Linked DNA regions of Anser cygnoides: region 1 is linked to region 2. The links are chromatin contacts, called in public Hi-C maps. All regions are on one chromosome and are shown on one strand. Each heading gives the region's core, a stretch centred on a gene start, on an enhancer-like site or on the middle of the called end of the contact. The rest is flanking DNA. Distances are from core to core; before and after follow the strand shown. Region 1 holds the start of PAX2 (paired box 2). Region 2 has its middle 30 kb from the start of HIF1AN.

The links. Hi-C and Micro-C count contacts between places; a contact is called where the count stands out from the background.
Region 1: a contact with region 2 is called in a Hi-C map of granulosa cells, with 1.6 times the contacts expected there. The contact joins the promoter of PAX2 here to the enhancer-like site in region 2. A contact is called at or near these places in 2 of 7 Hi-C or Micro-C datasets (granulosa cells and liver).

What each region holds. Positions count from the first base shown.
Region 1 is chr7:20,410,041-20,412,936 of Taihu_goose_T2T_genome, forward strand. It overlaps PAX2 (paired box 2), which reads left to right and starts at 1,401. Exons shown (of 12, transcript XM_067000447.1): 1 at 1,401-1,625; 2 at 1,849-1,996. The coding sequence starts at 1,972. All of the region lies in intron 4 of LOC136791237 (a long non-coding RNA gene), which reads right to left.
Region 2 is chr7:20,202,241-20,205,384 of Taihu_goose_T2T_genome, forward strand. No RefSeq gene overlaps it. Among named protein-coding and RNA genes, the nearest start is that of HIF1AN, 30 kb to the left of the region's middle. Within about 2 kb of position 1,376, at least 1 of the 3 cell types and tissues checked has open chromatin away from gene starts, as enhancers often do.

The sequences.
Region 1 (2,896 bases), core at 151-2,650, 210 kb after region 2:
GGCCGCCCCCCCGCCGGCTGTTTGTCCCGGTGCCCGGACAATCATCGCCGTGTATGAAGTTCTAACTGGTTTGTGTCAGGCAGCTCTCTCTAAGCAGCCTGGCGTGACGGATTAAACATCAACTAGTTAAATAAAAATTAATATCAACTGCCTCCTAACTTCTAATGTCATGTTGTTTATAACTAATGAACTGATTAGGGGATAAACACATCAGGAAGACATTTCTGCTTCCCTGCTCTTTCGAGAGAGAATTTGCAGAATTCAGAGTAAATCTCCCAGAGTCCCTCCTGGGTTTTTCCCACAGCAGTTTGGGGGGGGGGGGGGGGATTCCGTGGGGCTCCTTGGGGCCAGGTCGAGCACTCCGGTGTGCGTGGGGGTTAGCCGGACTTATTTAAAGCTCTCCCGGCGGCAGCAGCACGGCTCAGAGCAGCAGCAGCAGCGGGGCGAGGATGCGCTCAGGGCAGCCCCGGCGCCTGCTGCCCAGCCGGGCTGGGGACGGCGTGGCAGAAAAATACCCGCTGCCGCCGTCGTCGGCTTTCGGCGCCCCGTTTTAGTATTGAAAATGGAACTTTTTTTTTCTTTGCTCGAAGCGACAGTCGATGGGGTTTAAGTGTTATGAAGGAAAGCGCTCCCCGCACCTTCTTTATTTTAACACTGATCCACTTGTCTGTGGCGTGCTCCTCGCCAGCCCGCGTTGTACACATTTTCCTAAGCACTTTAGAAAAAGAAACACACGCGCGCACACACAAACCCCCCAGCAGCCTCATCTTGGAGAGGTCCCAAGCTTTTAAATACTGTTTGCCCAGCACCGCCGGCTCTGACAAGACAATAATAACAGGGGAAGCTTTTTAAAACCAATTTAGCAAATGCAGAAATGTAATTTTAATGAAGAATCGATAGCAGAATGGTTCATTTTTCCTGGGACTCCTTGTTGGAGCTGAGCGAGACTTTCAATCAATGGGGAGATGGAAGAGGGGGGGAGAAAGAGAGAAAGAAAAATATCCGCTCGGTGATGTCTTTAGCACGGGGAATTTTTCTTATTTTCTCTGCCGTGTGCGCTTTCCTTTATTCTCTCTTCCCAACCGAGAAGCCTGCACCGAAACGCGGCGGCGGAGCGCGGGGCGGCCGAGCGGACGGACGGACGGACGGACGGACGGACGGCGGCCGCCCTCCCGGAGCCCCGCGCCGGGCGCTCGCCGGGGCAGCCCCCGAGTGTCGCCCGCCGCAGCACCAGCGAGCGGAGGGGCCCCGGCCCCGGCCCCCCCTTGGGGAGCTGCCCGGGCCCCCCCCCCCGTAGCCGCCCGACCCCCCCGGAGCCTCCCGGCCCCCCCGGAGCCGCCCGGCCCCCGCGGCGAGCCCGCCGCCTCCTGCCCAAGTCCCAGGAAGTTCCTCCCCTGTCCTGCCTCGTCTCCTGTCCCCTGTCCCCGCCAGCCCCTCTCCGAGCACATTTTTATGGTAATAAGACAACAAATTAATGTGCTGCCGCAACAAGGCTCCCCCACAGGTAGCCGCTTTGTGGGAGGGGGGCACGGGGGATCGGAACCAGGGGCCGGGCGCTGCCCCCCCGCGCGGACCCCCCCGGTCCCCGTTCCTCCCGGCTGTACAGCCCTGCCGCACTGGAGCAGGTGAGTCCCCCCGCCACTTTTATAAGCAGCAGCGCTGCGTTTGCTTTGATTGTTATTTATTTTCCCCTCCTTTTAGCCTGTCCCGGCTCAGTAGAGCGGCGGGTCTTTCTCTGTGGCTGGCTATTTTTTTTTTTGGTAGTGGTGGTGGTGGTGCTCTGGTGTGCGTGTGTGTGTGTGTGTGTGTTGTTATCTAAACCGTTTAGTTTTGGGTGGTTGCGCCTAGATCTCGAAAGTCAGCGGGGGAAAGCAAGACACCCAAGCGGGGAGGAGAGAAGCGAAGAAAAGGCCGCGGCGGATCTCCTGGCTTGCAGCGTCCCGGGGAGACGGGCCATTAGGCAGGGGAGCCATGGCTCAGAGCTCAGGGAGAGCAGGTAAGGGGCGGGGGGGGGGCGCTGAATATTCAGCAGGGAGGGATGAGACCGTCACCCCCAACTCCCTCCTTTGGCAGGAGGCAGCCTCTGCTCCCGTGCTCCCTGCCCATCCAGGTTCCCCTACACTTGCCGTCTCACTTCGTAGTGCCCCCTTCCCCGCGGGGTCCCCCCCGTCAGGGGGCTGCTGCTTTTCCACCTTCTTTACCGGGGGGGGGGGGAGCTGCCCCCCCCGCACCGGGCCAGCCCCCACACGGCGCTCCCGGCCCCGCACTTTTCTCCCGACTGCAAAAAGTTGAGGCCATCGCCTCAACTGTCCCCCCCCCCCCCCTTCCCCATGTCCCCCCCCTCCCTCTTTCCGTGCAACTTTGCTCGGCGGGGTCCCGAAGCTGCTCCGCCGGTCCTTGCGGGGCCGGGGCAGCATCGCCCCCAGGCGGGGCGGGGGTCCTGGCGCCCCCCAAACCGACAGACGGGTCCCCGGCCCCCCGCCCGTCTTGGATTTTATGATTTGCAAACAAAGCTTCAAACAAGCCCCGCCGGGGGGGGGGAAGGCTGCCTGTCCCCCGCGCTCCCGGCGCGCTAAAAGCACAATCAGGCGGTCTGGCTCTCCGGAATGGCGTGTGGAAACGGAGCTTTTAATTTAGGGATTCTTGGGGGGGGGGGGGGGGGGGGGGACGGAAAGGCAAATGGAGGCTGGAAATGCAAGGGTCGCCGACTGTCAGCACAGAGCCGTGCCGCTGCCCTGCCCGCGAACCGTGCGCTTGGAGGGGAGGCTCGGGAAGAAAGGCTCCGGCGTACATCTGGAGCCGGGGCTCGCAGCTCCTCCGCCTTTTGTCATTGCGGGGCGAGACGGTCCCCGACCAGGGAGTGCTGCGGGTGCACAAACGGACAGAGGCGGACGGG
Region 2 (3,144 bases), core at 126-2,625:
AAACCTTATTCTCCTCACCTGTTTAATGCCACAGCTGCGGGTTGCTGTAAGATTTGTGAACAAGCTGATGTCTACGGAGAAAGCAGTAAGAAAAATAACACCTTTCCTACCAAACTGAGCGGGTGTTTTATGTTTACATACAGATCACCTTCTGGGGGTTTTGTTGTTGAGCTCGAGAAATTTGCTGGGTAGATTGACAAGCGCAGGCTATTGTCTTGTGTACTTTTGCCCAAAGCAGAGCCACATTGCTTTAAAGGGACACTGTCAGCTTGACCGTTTTTCAGAAAGACACATTTTGAATGAATCTGCGTTTGGGTAATGAGCATTTCTCTAATCACTTTAACAACAATTCTTTATTTATTTATTTTTTTTTAACAAAAGGTCATTTTTTGCTTCCTTCCTTCAAACCCATACTTACCTCCTATCCTGGTAGGTTTTGGTTCTTTGGGTGTGTAAAGGCAAAAGAAGTCTGTGATACAGAGGAATCTGTGCACTTGGTCCTGTACAAAGACAGTGGGATGGGGTTAAAGTCAGTGCCCCATCAAATAGACTGCTGGTCCCCCGGAGCGGAAGAATTGTCTGGCTGCAGGGGGCTCACCTAGCACTCAGCTGACATCAATTTAATGGCATTTGCTTGCTACGTGACCCAGGTCCGAGTCACTGGACGGCTCAGTTTCCTAGCTGGAAGATAGAGATGCCTTGTGAAGTTAGGAAGTTCAGGTGCACAAAAGAAAAGCAGCTAGCAGTTGAGATGTTTTGCACATTTCTTGTCTCAGCATACTTTCTTGTTCAGTATTTATTGCCTTCATCTTTCTGGATGCAGCGTGTGGAAGGACCTCTCACCTGGACATTAGAGTCATGGAGCTTTGGAGAAGGGGGCTGGCTGGGTGAGGCTCTAGGGGAAAACGCAGAGATGAAGCCAGGATGTTTCCATTTGATCTCCCTTTCCTGTATCTCTTGGAGGTGGCACAGCCTGGAAAGATGTGAGTGTGGCAACATGGAAGGTTTCAGCTGGAGTAAGGATCTGGGCAAGGTGGACCTTTACTTATAGTCGGGCACCCATCAATTCACATATGCACACACTGTCAAGACAGGTGTGCTTGAAAACCTCTTGCACTTGATTTGTGATGCCCAGCAAACACCTTAATGCCAGAGTACCAGCCATACTACAGAGCCGCTGAATCACCCAAGCAAGTGGCCTCTGCTCTTTCCCTGCTGTTGCCTGCCCTGTTGGTCAGCGTTTTGGGGCAGGTATATTCTCTCCTTTGACCATCTGCTGTGCCTAGTTGCTCCTGAAGCGACCAGCACACATCCACAGCTAGTTCCCTCCCTCGTCCTCTGATGGGAACTGCAGTGGGTCACATTGTTAGCATGCCATGGCCATGACTCAGGTCCTACAGATGACCCACATTTGCTTCTGCCCCCTGTCATGCGTCCCACATGGGACCAGCCACTTTGACGGGAGGTTTTGGCTACTGCCCCAGGAAGTTAAATCGCAGACCCCATTGGTTTGAGGCTGGAATTGGGACCTTCTCCCCGGAGGGTGTCTCAGCCGCGGTGGCTAACTCTGCTGCCTGTTGTTTTTGCCCAAGCAGTTTCATTACCAGCGCATTCTTCTTCTGAAACTGATACATCAGTTTTAATTAGTTAGGTTTTCTTTTTCTATCCAGAGGAGCCTCCTACCTTCAAAGACTGACTTTCAAACATTAACTCTTCTAAATGTTTCCCCCCACATGCGAGCCCCTCCCTGTCCTGCCTTGTAAATTATGTTTAGCTCTTTACTTACAGCAGGCAGGTACTTAGTGTGATAAATTCAGGTTAGTGTCTCCTTAAGTGTATCTCTGTGTGTGTGTATGTGTGTGTGTGTGTAAAGAACGAGCAAAATAAAGTTGTATTGAGCCATAAATTACTGCGCCAGCATCATAAATTGCCAAGGGAAAGCTTCATTTTTGGACTTTTCTTTCAACTAAATGAGATAATTAATGTAAGAGAAAAAGAAATGGGGGGGAGACCTTCCCCCTGCGTGGAGCCCTTTGCCTTGATGTTTCGCTGTGAAACTTGGAGGGTGGGATGGAGATGGTGCTTCTCGAGGGGAGGAAGCAGCGATGGAGCCGGAGGTCTGGGCTGGTGGGGGTCACAGGGACAGGCGGGTGTTTTCCTTTGGCCGGGGCTGTGGGAGGGACCCTAATGCGGGCTGTGACCCTTTTTAATAAAATGCCTAGGAAAGCAAGGGGCTGGGAGGGGGGGCCGAGAGGGAGACGCGGTGGCTGGGGCTGGCAGGAGACTGTCATGAGATGAAAGTGGCCCTTCTTCCATTCCTCTCCTCCCGCCCTGCTGTCAGCACTTTTTAATGTCAAACGGTGCGAGCGGTTGGTGGGGCTAGTTTCTGTCTCCATGTATGTATTTTTTTTCACTTTCCCCAGAACTTCTGCCAGATGAATTCACTGTTTGGGTGCAACTGGAGCACTGTGCGGGTGGGCCTGCAGACACCCTTTTCACCAGGACCTCCAGCTGAACTTTTTTTCGGGTCTTCCTCTGAGGCAAAATCTTGTCAGGGAAGGACTCCTTCCCACCTTGCTATACTTGAATCCTGGACTGCCCTGGGTCTAAAGCTGGCCTTACACAAGCTACCACCAAGACCAGTGCAGGCATCACACTGTGAATACCACCTGTGTGATAACCCAGTCCCTGCGCACGGGTTTGTAATTTAAGGGACCCGGGTGTCTCTGCCACCAAGCCATCTCTGCAGTGGATCTGGGCCACAAGACCCCCCAAAAAAGTAATTTCTGCAGCCTAGCTGATGGGAGGTACCTGACTGAGCCATGGCGAGTGGATTGATTATGATCACAAGCCCAAGCTGTCCCCTGTTGTGCAGATGCAGATCAGGATACATTTCGACACTGCTGAGACTGAAACTGCCCCCTTTTTCTAAATATAAGCTCAGTAAGCCCAGCTTAGTTGTCAGGCGTCTACGTGTCCGTGCTGTGGGTTGGAGCAGTGCTGCCTTGGCCGTGCTGTGCTTGGCCTGGCACAGGGCCGCTGCCTGTTTCCCGGGGGTGATGTGTGGGACATCGGGGCTGTCCCCAAACCGGTGGGCTCGGTGCCTGCCCTCTGCTCAGGGGTGTGCGCCGTGCTGTTTCGCAG